2 separate regions of the Oncorhynchus mykiss genome follow, and region 2 is linked to region 1. The links are chromatin contacts, called in public Hi-C maps. All regions are on one chromosome and are shown on one strand. Each heading gives the region's core, a stretch centred on a gene start, on an enhancer-like site or on the middle of the called end of the contact. The rest is flanking DNA. Distances are from core to core; before and after follow the strand shown.

Region 1 (4,584 bases), core at 823-3,322:
CCAAAATGTCACCACTCGTTCAGCGCGTCCACTGGAGAGGAGCTCTTTTCAGCTAACCTTTTATCAACAATACCACACTTTACGCCGTGACGGCAGTGGAATTCCACATTCAATGAGCGCCGTTCTGCCCATACCAAGCCCTTTTTTCAGCATTCCCAATGTGCTTTGAAGAACTGTTGCCCAGTTGGCAAAGAGAGAGTGGATATAAGCGCCTTGTTGACAAGAGGTGAGAAAAACAAAGTTAATCAAACACTTCAGGGTGTGTATGATGTCATGAGTCATAAAAAAAGGTTTGTTTTGCTGCTAGTTACAACACAGCGAGGCCGTTCAGATGAGGCTGCCCTGTGATATATAAGGCTAGTTCAACTTTGGTCATTAACACACCTCCTCTCACAACCCACAGTCTCTGTGTTTCTCCACTATCCTCATTCCCAAAGCTTTGTAACCTCTTCACAGGTGTCACCTCCCACTGGGTACAAACGGGTTGAATCAACGTAGTTTCAACGTAATTTGTCAACGTATTGTGACATGGAATCTATGTGGAAAATATGTTGGATTTGGAAAAAAGTTATCAACGTAAACTGTTGTTTTGAGGGTTATATCCACAGGATTATGTCATCATGGTAGCATCATTGTCGACAAGTTAACAAATGATATGTTGGATTCACATCTACATCTCAACTAAAAATAAAAGTCAAAGAATACGATTAAGTCAGTGGCCCTGATGGAACTATCCAAGCAACAGATACAGCTCCTTTAAATGTTCATATTTGTTTGCGTTGTCAACCAAACACAATTCAATATTACTTTTGTAAGGGAGTCAATAGCCTAAAGTTAAGGCTATCTTACAAAATAATGTAACAGTATTTATCGAACCATTAAAACGAGCAACACATTCATGGCCACATCTTGAGGTTACGATAACAATAAATGTCTTCTTACGTAACCATAGAAAGTGTGCATATTCAGGGTCACAGGTCAATTGCTATAATAATCTGCAAAACGTCTTGATCACTTGGACCATGTACTTTTAATGTCATCTCAACTGCAATCCAGGTCATTTGTTTGTGCTATTAGATGAGGTACAGTGATAACACATTAAGTTGAATAAATAAACAAAATATCTGACATAGTATTCTTATTTAATCTTTGGTGTGCTTTTCAATTTCCATTGGAATTTGGTTATGCTTTAAGATGGTTGAAAGCATAGGGAAATTCAACAAACTTTTGGCTGTTTTTGAGTAGGTGAAAATAGGTTAGAATCTCATCAACGTATCTATCAAATATAACCCAATTCTTCACATTGAAATGATGTGTTGTGCTCAGTGGGCATTCCATTGTTGTATTCCAGGTAAACATCATTCCACACAGACAGTGACACATTGTACAGGCCTATGATTCACAACAGGGTGTTTGTCAGCGTGGGTGTTTGACATCCTGGGCGACCATTTTCTTCTGTAATGTCCACCTGTTCAGTAAACACCAGGGGATGCTCTCAACCCAAATATGGCCATGTAGGCCTACAGAAATCTCTGTTGGGGGACACACAGTAAAACATACAGGCCCTGGGCTGACATAACATGACCCAGCAAGCAGATACCATGAGATGAGATGGCTCAGGCATCAGAGCTTGGCATAACATGAACATATTTCATAATTTGCCTCCCTTTCTTTCTTTCTTCCTTCCCTCTAGCTTTCTCCCCCCTCTCTTTCCCATCGCTATTCCTCTCCTCCCATTTTCTGTATCCCTTTCTCCCCTGCCGCCTCCCTCCCCTCCTCCCTGTATCCCCTCCCTGCTCTCTCCACATTCCTCAGTGAGTGGGCGGAAGGTTCAATGGGGATGTGGGAGCCCGAAAGGGCAAGGGTTCGCTATTCGTTAGACTCTGCCAGAGAGATATGTTTTATCAGCCATTCCCATCTTACTGGAGCGGCTACTCCGCTCCAGTAAGTGTAAGTGGGTCACTGGACTGCATGGTTGTCTGGAGCCTTGAAGGGGGCAGAGGGTTTGAAATGTGCCTCAGACAGCTGCTCTATACTGGGGTCACTGGATAGAGATGTGCTGCAGTTCAGTCACAGTGAACAGATCAGCTGCTCTCTCTCTCGGGATAGAGAGGACAGTCACAATCATCAGCTAATGAGTGGAGGACCCCTGGTGGACACTAAGCGCTACTCCAGCTCTGCCATAAAATAGATCTTCGCTTTTTCCTTGGAAGTCCAGACTGTTTTATTGGGATGTACTTTGAGACAAGCTTGAGACAAGTGACAGATAAAAAACATTCAGGTTACATGACTTTAACTTATCTGTAATGTTGCTCATAACAGTATTTATGAATCCTAGTGACTCAGCGTACAGATCTAGCCAGAGATCATCTGATCTGGAATGGATCGTTTTTTCTTGCATAATCTTGCTGCAGTGACATGACAGACAGAGCCATTGTTTCCTCAGAAGGAGCATTCCAAAGCCTTCTCTCACTATGTTTGTCTTAGAGCTTCTATCGTATCTCTATCTCAGTGCCTCCAAACAAACTGGTTTTAGATGCAGTGCTGGTCCGTGGGCTGAATGAGTAGGCGACAGAGACACAGGAAGTAGTGGGCGGCCAGTGAACTGTATTTCCTCTTCCTGTCTCCTCACTCCCTATCCCGGGTTATTACTGCAAATCTCAGCTACCCACCATACACCCACATGTGCTTTTGGGAGCACACACGCATAAACACACATACACACGCATAGGTGTATAAACACACACACACACACACACTTACTGATGCCAAATGATGTCCACGTATAATTATAGCTTAATAAGCATTCAGTACATTAGCTGTTCAGAGGCATGTATTTTTGTCCTCTAGGAGATGCATCATATTTATCCTCCTCTTCAGCCATTACCCTCCCCACCTACCTAGCTGGCTCATAGGCCAGAGACAGCAGGTGGCAATTAAGTGGGTGTCCATCACTCAATCACTCTGTCTATCACCATTAACGAGGGAGGGAATGCAAGGCAGGAAAATACCAAACACAGTGATAATGTGGCCTGTCACACCTCTACTGCCTGCACCTGAACCACAAATATACGCACATGCATGGACACACACACACACACACACACACACACACACACACACACACACACACACATACACACACACATACACACACACACACACACACACACACACACACACACACACACACACACACACACACACACACACACAGTGCCTTGAGAATATTCATACTCCTTTACTTAATACACACTTTAATACACACAGCCTGCATTCTAAATTGATTAAACACACACAATACCCCATAATGACAAAGTGAAAACATGTTTTTAGAAATATTTGCACATTTGTTGAAAATGAAATACAGAAATATCTAATTTACATAAGTATTCATACCCCTGAGTCAATACTTTGTAGAAGCACCTTTGGAAGCGAATGCACCTGTGAGTCTTTCTGGGCAAGTTTCTAAGAGCAGTGCTAGACAATCATTTTGAGGTCTTGGCATAGATTTTCTATTAGATGTAAGTCAAAACTGTAACTCGGCCACTCAGGAACATTCAGTGTCTTCTTGGAAAGCAACTTCAGTGTAGATTTGGCCTTGTGCCATCAAGTAGACTGAACAAGGTTTTCCACTAGGATTTTTCCTCCATTCTGTTTCTTTTTTGTTCTGAAACTCCCCTCTCCTTGCCGATTACAAGCATTCCCATAACATGATGCAGTCACCACTGAAAATATGTGGAATGGTACTCAGTAATGTGTTTTGCTGGATTTGCCCCAAACATAATACTTTGTATTCAGAACAATAAGTTGCTTTGCCACATTTTTTGCAGTATTACTTTAGTGCCTTGTTGTAAACAGGATGCATGTTTTGGAATATTATTTATTTTGTACAGGCTTCCTTCTTTTCACTCTGTCATTTAGGTTAGTATTGTGGAGTAACTACAATGTTGTTGATCCATCCTCAGTTATCTCCTATCACAGCCATTAAACTCTGTAACAGTTTTATAGTTAGAATTGGTTTCATGGTGAAATCCCTGAGCGGTTTCCTTCCTCTCCGGCAACAGAGTTAGGAAGGACGCCTGTATCTTTGTAGTGACTGGGTGTATTGATACGCCGTCCAAAGGGTAATTAATTACATCCCCATGCTCAAAGGGATATTCAATGTCAGACTTTTTCATTTTTACCCATCTACCAGTAGGTGCCCTTCTTTGTGAGGCATTGGAAAACCTCCCTAGTCATTGTGGTTGAATCTGTGCTTGAAATTCACTGCTCGACTGAGGGACCTTGCAGATAATTGTATGTGTGGGGTAAACATTTAAAAAAAAAACATAATTCCACTTGGACATTATTGGCTATTGTGTGTAGGCCAGTGACAAAACAAAATCTCAATGTAATCCATTTTAAATTCAGGCTGTAACACAACAAAATGTGGAAAAAGTCAAGGGGTGTGAATACTTTCTGAAGTCACAGTCACAGACACAAACAAGCCCCCCCCCCCCCCCTGAAAACACACACACATGACAGATGTTCCAGTACATTGTACAGTTACCTCCCCCCCGTCCAGCTCAGAGAACAGAACAC
Region 2 (4,584 bases), core at 778-3,277, 170 kb before region 1:
TTGCAGCCTTTTCTTGCTCTATGAATCCGCTGCATTCCTCATAAACATGGCTATGGCAATAGACCTTCGAAAATATTTTGAATTCAAAATGTTTGCCTTTGTTGCTATAAAAAACACACCACTTCTTAATGGGTTGTCTCTGTATGGATCCCATGCTATTTCATTTGTACAGTCCAAGACGTTGGGATGAATTTGCTGTGATCAACAGAAAGGTGTAGCGCTCGCTCCAAATAATAGCCTATTCTAGAAGAACGCGTATCGGTGCGTGCCTCATGTTCCACAGGCTCTTCCATTTCGTTAAGGGTGTTAAGGAGCGCCTGCTCTAGAAGCGACTATTCCAATTACATTGATTTCCTTCCATTTACACAAATACATAATTATAGAAAAGCTTTCCTTACACTGCAAACTGTTTCCATCCTTTCTATATCTGCAGACTTAGGCTGGTATTCAATGTGCAACCGAAAAGCTACGGGTTGATGTTCCTCACAAACATGCATGTGCAAAAGAAACTGAAATGCCACTCACCTAATTACAATTCAGGTGATCCATGTATTGAGACGTACAGTAGGCAGAAGCCAATAGCGCCAAACCTTCGCAGAACACTGTAATGTTGCTTTAACAGCTAAAACTATTTATGAATGAAACCCTATGCTTAAGACACACCCACCACCAGTCAAGTACGCACCACGTGACGTAAGTGATTGACGAGCAGGCGGAGGCGCGTGCTGAAGATCATCAGCATCCCCCCCTTCAATTCAAGTATTTGGGGGTGATGTTATGAATAGGCTTCTGGTGGAACATAATGAAAATAGGTACACCTAAATTCATATTATGTTTGGAATGAAGAATCGGTTCATTAATTAATTGAAGAGGTATATACAGATTGACAAGATGAAAAGTGAAAAGGTCTTCTGGATGATAAGGTTATGTTCTGAACATTCTTATGTAGTAGACTACTTTAATGTAGGCCATTTGAGCACCCATGGTGGGTAGGCCTGCTTGCAGCTCTATATTATTTACTAACATCTGGTAAGACAGATCAGTAGGCTATCACAAGCTAACTTATGATTTTCTTTAACAAGGCAAGTCAGTTAAAAACAAATAATTTACAATGAAGGCCTACCAAAAGGCAAAAGTCCTCCTGCAGGAGCGAGGCCTGGGATTAAATATAAAACAAATTAAATATATAGGACAAACCCCACATCACGACAAGAGACAACACAATACTACATAAAGAGAGACCTAAGACGACATCGTAACATGGCAGCAACACATGACAACACAACATGGTAGCAGCACAAAACAGGGTACAGACAACATCACAAAGGGCAAGGAGGTAAAGACAACAATACATCACGCAAAAAGCCACAACTGTCAGTAAGTGTCCATGGTTGAGTCGTTGAATGAAGAGACTGAGGTAAAACTGTCCAGTTTGAGCGCTTGTTGCAGCTCGTTCCAGTCGCTAGCTGCAGCGAACTGAAAAGACGAGCGACCCAAGGATGTGTGTGCTTTGGGGACCTTTAACAGAATGTGACTGGCAGAACGGTTGTTGTATGTGAAGGACGACGGCTGCAGTAAATATCTTAGATAGGAGGGAGTGAGGCCTAAGAGGGTTTTATAAATCAGCATCAACCACCTTGATGGGTCAACCAACACCTGATGATCGATCAAGGATGAAAAGCGGAATCCTTGGGACTTCACCCCACTGAAGTTTACATTTGTTGCTGATTTATTCAACCCTCTTAGGCCTCACTCCCCCCTATCTGAGATAGGTTAGGGTGAGGATAGCACTAAACAACAGCTGATAATTGTTTACATTCTAACAGTGCCACACTCTGGCAGTAAAGTATGAGATGTTTCACACGACCATAAATAAGCATATACTTATTCTGGTTATTTACAATAGCAGAATATACACAAAATATAACTTATTTATTTTTAAAGATTTTAAACGAAACACTGATTTCAGATGAAACACTTAATTTTTGGATTGAATGCGTCGCTTCTGGAAAATAACTACATTTCCCTTCATGCTTTGAGCACTCATAAGGAATTGTGGGTAGGTTACCAACGTCCTTGTCCTATCAGGCGCACACTGTTTGACTGACTTCACACAAGGGCTAGGGGATCCTTTCGTTTCGGGTTGAACCTGAGTTAGATTTATTCCACAAAAATGATGGCAGCAAGGTTTCTCCGTCGCTCTATTCCTGTATTGAGGCAAGCAAGATGTTACGCCGACGCACCCTCAGGCTCTTCCCAGATGTCCTTCACATTTGCGTCTCCAACGCAGGTAAGCGAATCCGGGGTTGGCAAGGCTTTTGGGCCTACTAACGTAGTAAGTTGTCTAGATCGCTAGCTCCTCATTTTAATAGGCATTATGAAAACCCTATGCACTTTGCTAGTTATTCATGTAAATATTATCAAAATGTACCTATATGCTTAGGCGTGGTTAGTTCGCTTGAACCTGTCACCAGTCTTAGTTGGCTTGAACTTGTCACCAGTCTGGTGCACATAATTGTAAAAAGGGACGGTCGAGCATGGATTTTCCAACCAAGCCTACAAAGCTAGCCACTTTGACAGTCCTACTGTCAGTGTTGCCACTTGCTGGCTTTCAATTGTTAACTACTTTAGCTAGCTAACGTTAGCTACCAAAAATGTTTGGTCACAGGGCCTTGCAGTTTCTGTCATTCTGTCACCTTGAGAATAGAAAGGGAATACTATTCAACAGTTATTAAATCAGAAAGTAACGTTATTACTAACTCGTTGGCATTCAGTCTTGTGCGGACTGCACCTTTTTAGCCACACGTATAGCTATTCTGCAAGCTATGTATAATTGAACCGTACACTTTGCGTCTGACAGTACGCTATTTGCTAGCTTCGTTGGATACATAATGTCGTACCTAGCTAACTACATAACTCAACAGTCAACTCTAAAGATGAATTGAAGAGAGAAGTATGCACTTGCTATTTAACCTGTCAGGCAGTAATAGCATATTAACATCATAACTATCTGCAATGCACCAGGACCTCAAAGTGGAGTAACATAACACCTCAGTAAACATGCATATACTTCATTAGAAACAACAATCTAGTACTGCATGCACAGATTGTGTATATTTCCACAGATAATATTGAAACATCCCACTTCAATTCTCATCTGAAAGGTGATAACAGTCAAGTACAGTAATGTCTGCTTATGTTTCTCCTTCTCCCAGGTGTACTTCAAGGAGGCCAGTGTGAAACAGGTTGATGTGCCCACACTGACTGGTGCTTTTGGTATCCTCCCTGCTCACGTCCCCACGCTGCAGGTCCTCAGGCCTGGCGTGGTCACAGTGTTCAACGATGATGGCTCCGCAGCTAAATTCTTTGGTAAGATGTGGCTTGATCATGTAGATGGAATAGTGGGCGGGTCTCATGACCTCTGTCGTACCGTACCTGAGAGAGGATCCTGGTTCAGAATTGCTCAATCCCAAATCAACCCCTAAGCCTTTCCCCTAACCTCTAGGTCCTTGCCTAGGCTACATCTAAAATGGTTGGTGTTGGATAGGTGTAGCAACATTGTGAAAATACCACTTTTTAATCATCCTTTATGAAATGGTAGGACAGTGTCTGACCTCTGATATTTATGTGAAAAGAGACTTCAGTGGTGTCACCGTCAAGAACTGTATTTGATTCACTATGGCTAGATATTTACCCTGGCAGCCATATTGTATCAGGAAATGTGGAAATACCAGTAGTGGGCCTATATGTAATTTGGACGATACTAAACTCTGGTTACTAAAAGCAATCGTTTCAAAGTGAATTAACTTAATGTAAAATGTATCAAATGGGGACAATACTTGCACATGCTTTCAATGTTGAAATTCCTATTAATAGATTGCAAGGGTCAGTTCCATATCAATATCTTGCCACTAATATTGACTATCCAGCAGGGGTCAGCCCTGTCTCGATTTGTGAGGATAATGATGACTGTGTCCTAGACTGAGAGATCTCACTTTTTAGTGTAACACTCAAATTGTAGGCTACTTCCCTGATTTTGAAATCAACTAAAACAAAATGGCTGCACTGAACTTTATTAATTAACTTCAATAGTGTAGTCCTACTGCTGGGTGGAACAGGGAGGTATGTATATTCACAGATGCTGTGTATGTTTTGCAGTGAGCAGCGGGTCAATCACAGTGAACGCAGACTCCTCAGTGCAGCTGCTGGCTGAGGAGGCCTTCCCCTTGGACCAGCTGGATGTGGCTGTAAGTATCACCAACTCCTATAGACCGATGTAGTATTTCTATGGTAACGGGTGGGGAACTCTGGTCCTTGAGAACCACAGGGTGAGCAGGCTTGTGCCATCAACACACCCTGACTCTAGTTATCAACTAGGCTAATCATAGTAGCTAGTTGGAGCGTGATTTGTTTTACCAGGTGTGTTAGAGCTGGTCAGGAAGACTGGCATAGGGATGACCTCTGTTTTCTAATGCTTCAATTGTGGAAAAAGTATTCCGGTTCATGCTCATTAATGGCTGTCCATCAGAAATAAAATCTTCGCCTAGCCTTAACTGGCTGCCTACCCAATTTAAGAACTGCCCA

The links. Hi-C and Micro-C count contacts between places; a contact is called where the count stands out from the background.
Region 2: a Hi-C map of liver shows a contact between it and region 1, with 2.9 times the contacts expected there. The contact joins the promoter of atp5f1d here to the enhancer-like site in region 1. A contact is called at or near these places in 2 of 3 Hi-C or Micro-C datasets (blood and liver).

The regions. Positions count from the first base shown.
Region 1 is chr5:62,107,274-62,111,857 of USDA_OmykA_1.1, reverse strand. No RefSeq gene overlaps it. Among protein-coding and RNA genes, the nearest start is that of cirbpb, 18 kb to the right of the region's middle. Within about 2 kb of position 2,072, at least 4 of the 11 cell types and tissues checked have an H3K27ac peak or open chromatin away from gene starts, as enhancers often do. A contact at or near this core is called in liver, where this site is marked.
Region 2 is chr5:62,279,182-62,283,765 of USDA_OmykA_1.1, reverse strand. atp5f1d (ATP synthase subunit delta, mitochondrial) reads left to right here and starts at 2,027. Exons shown (of 6, transcript XR_002473568.2): 1 at 2,027-2,290; 2 at 3,216-3,369; 3 at 4,159-4,247. LOC110524265 (voltage-dependent calcium channel beta subunit-associated regulatory protein) reads right to left here and starts at 712. Exons shown (of 10, transcript XM_021603753.2): 1 at 526-712.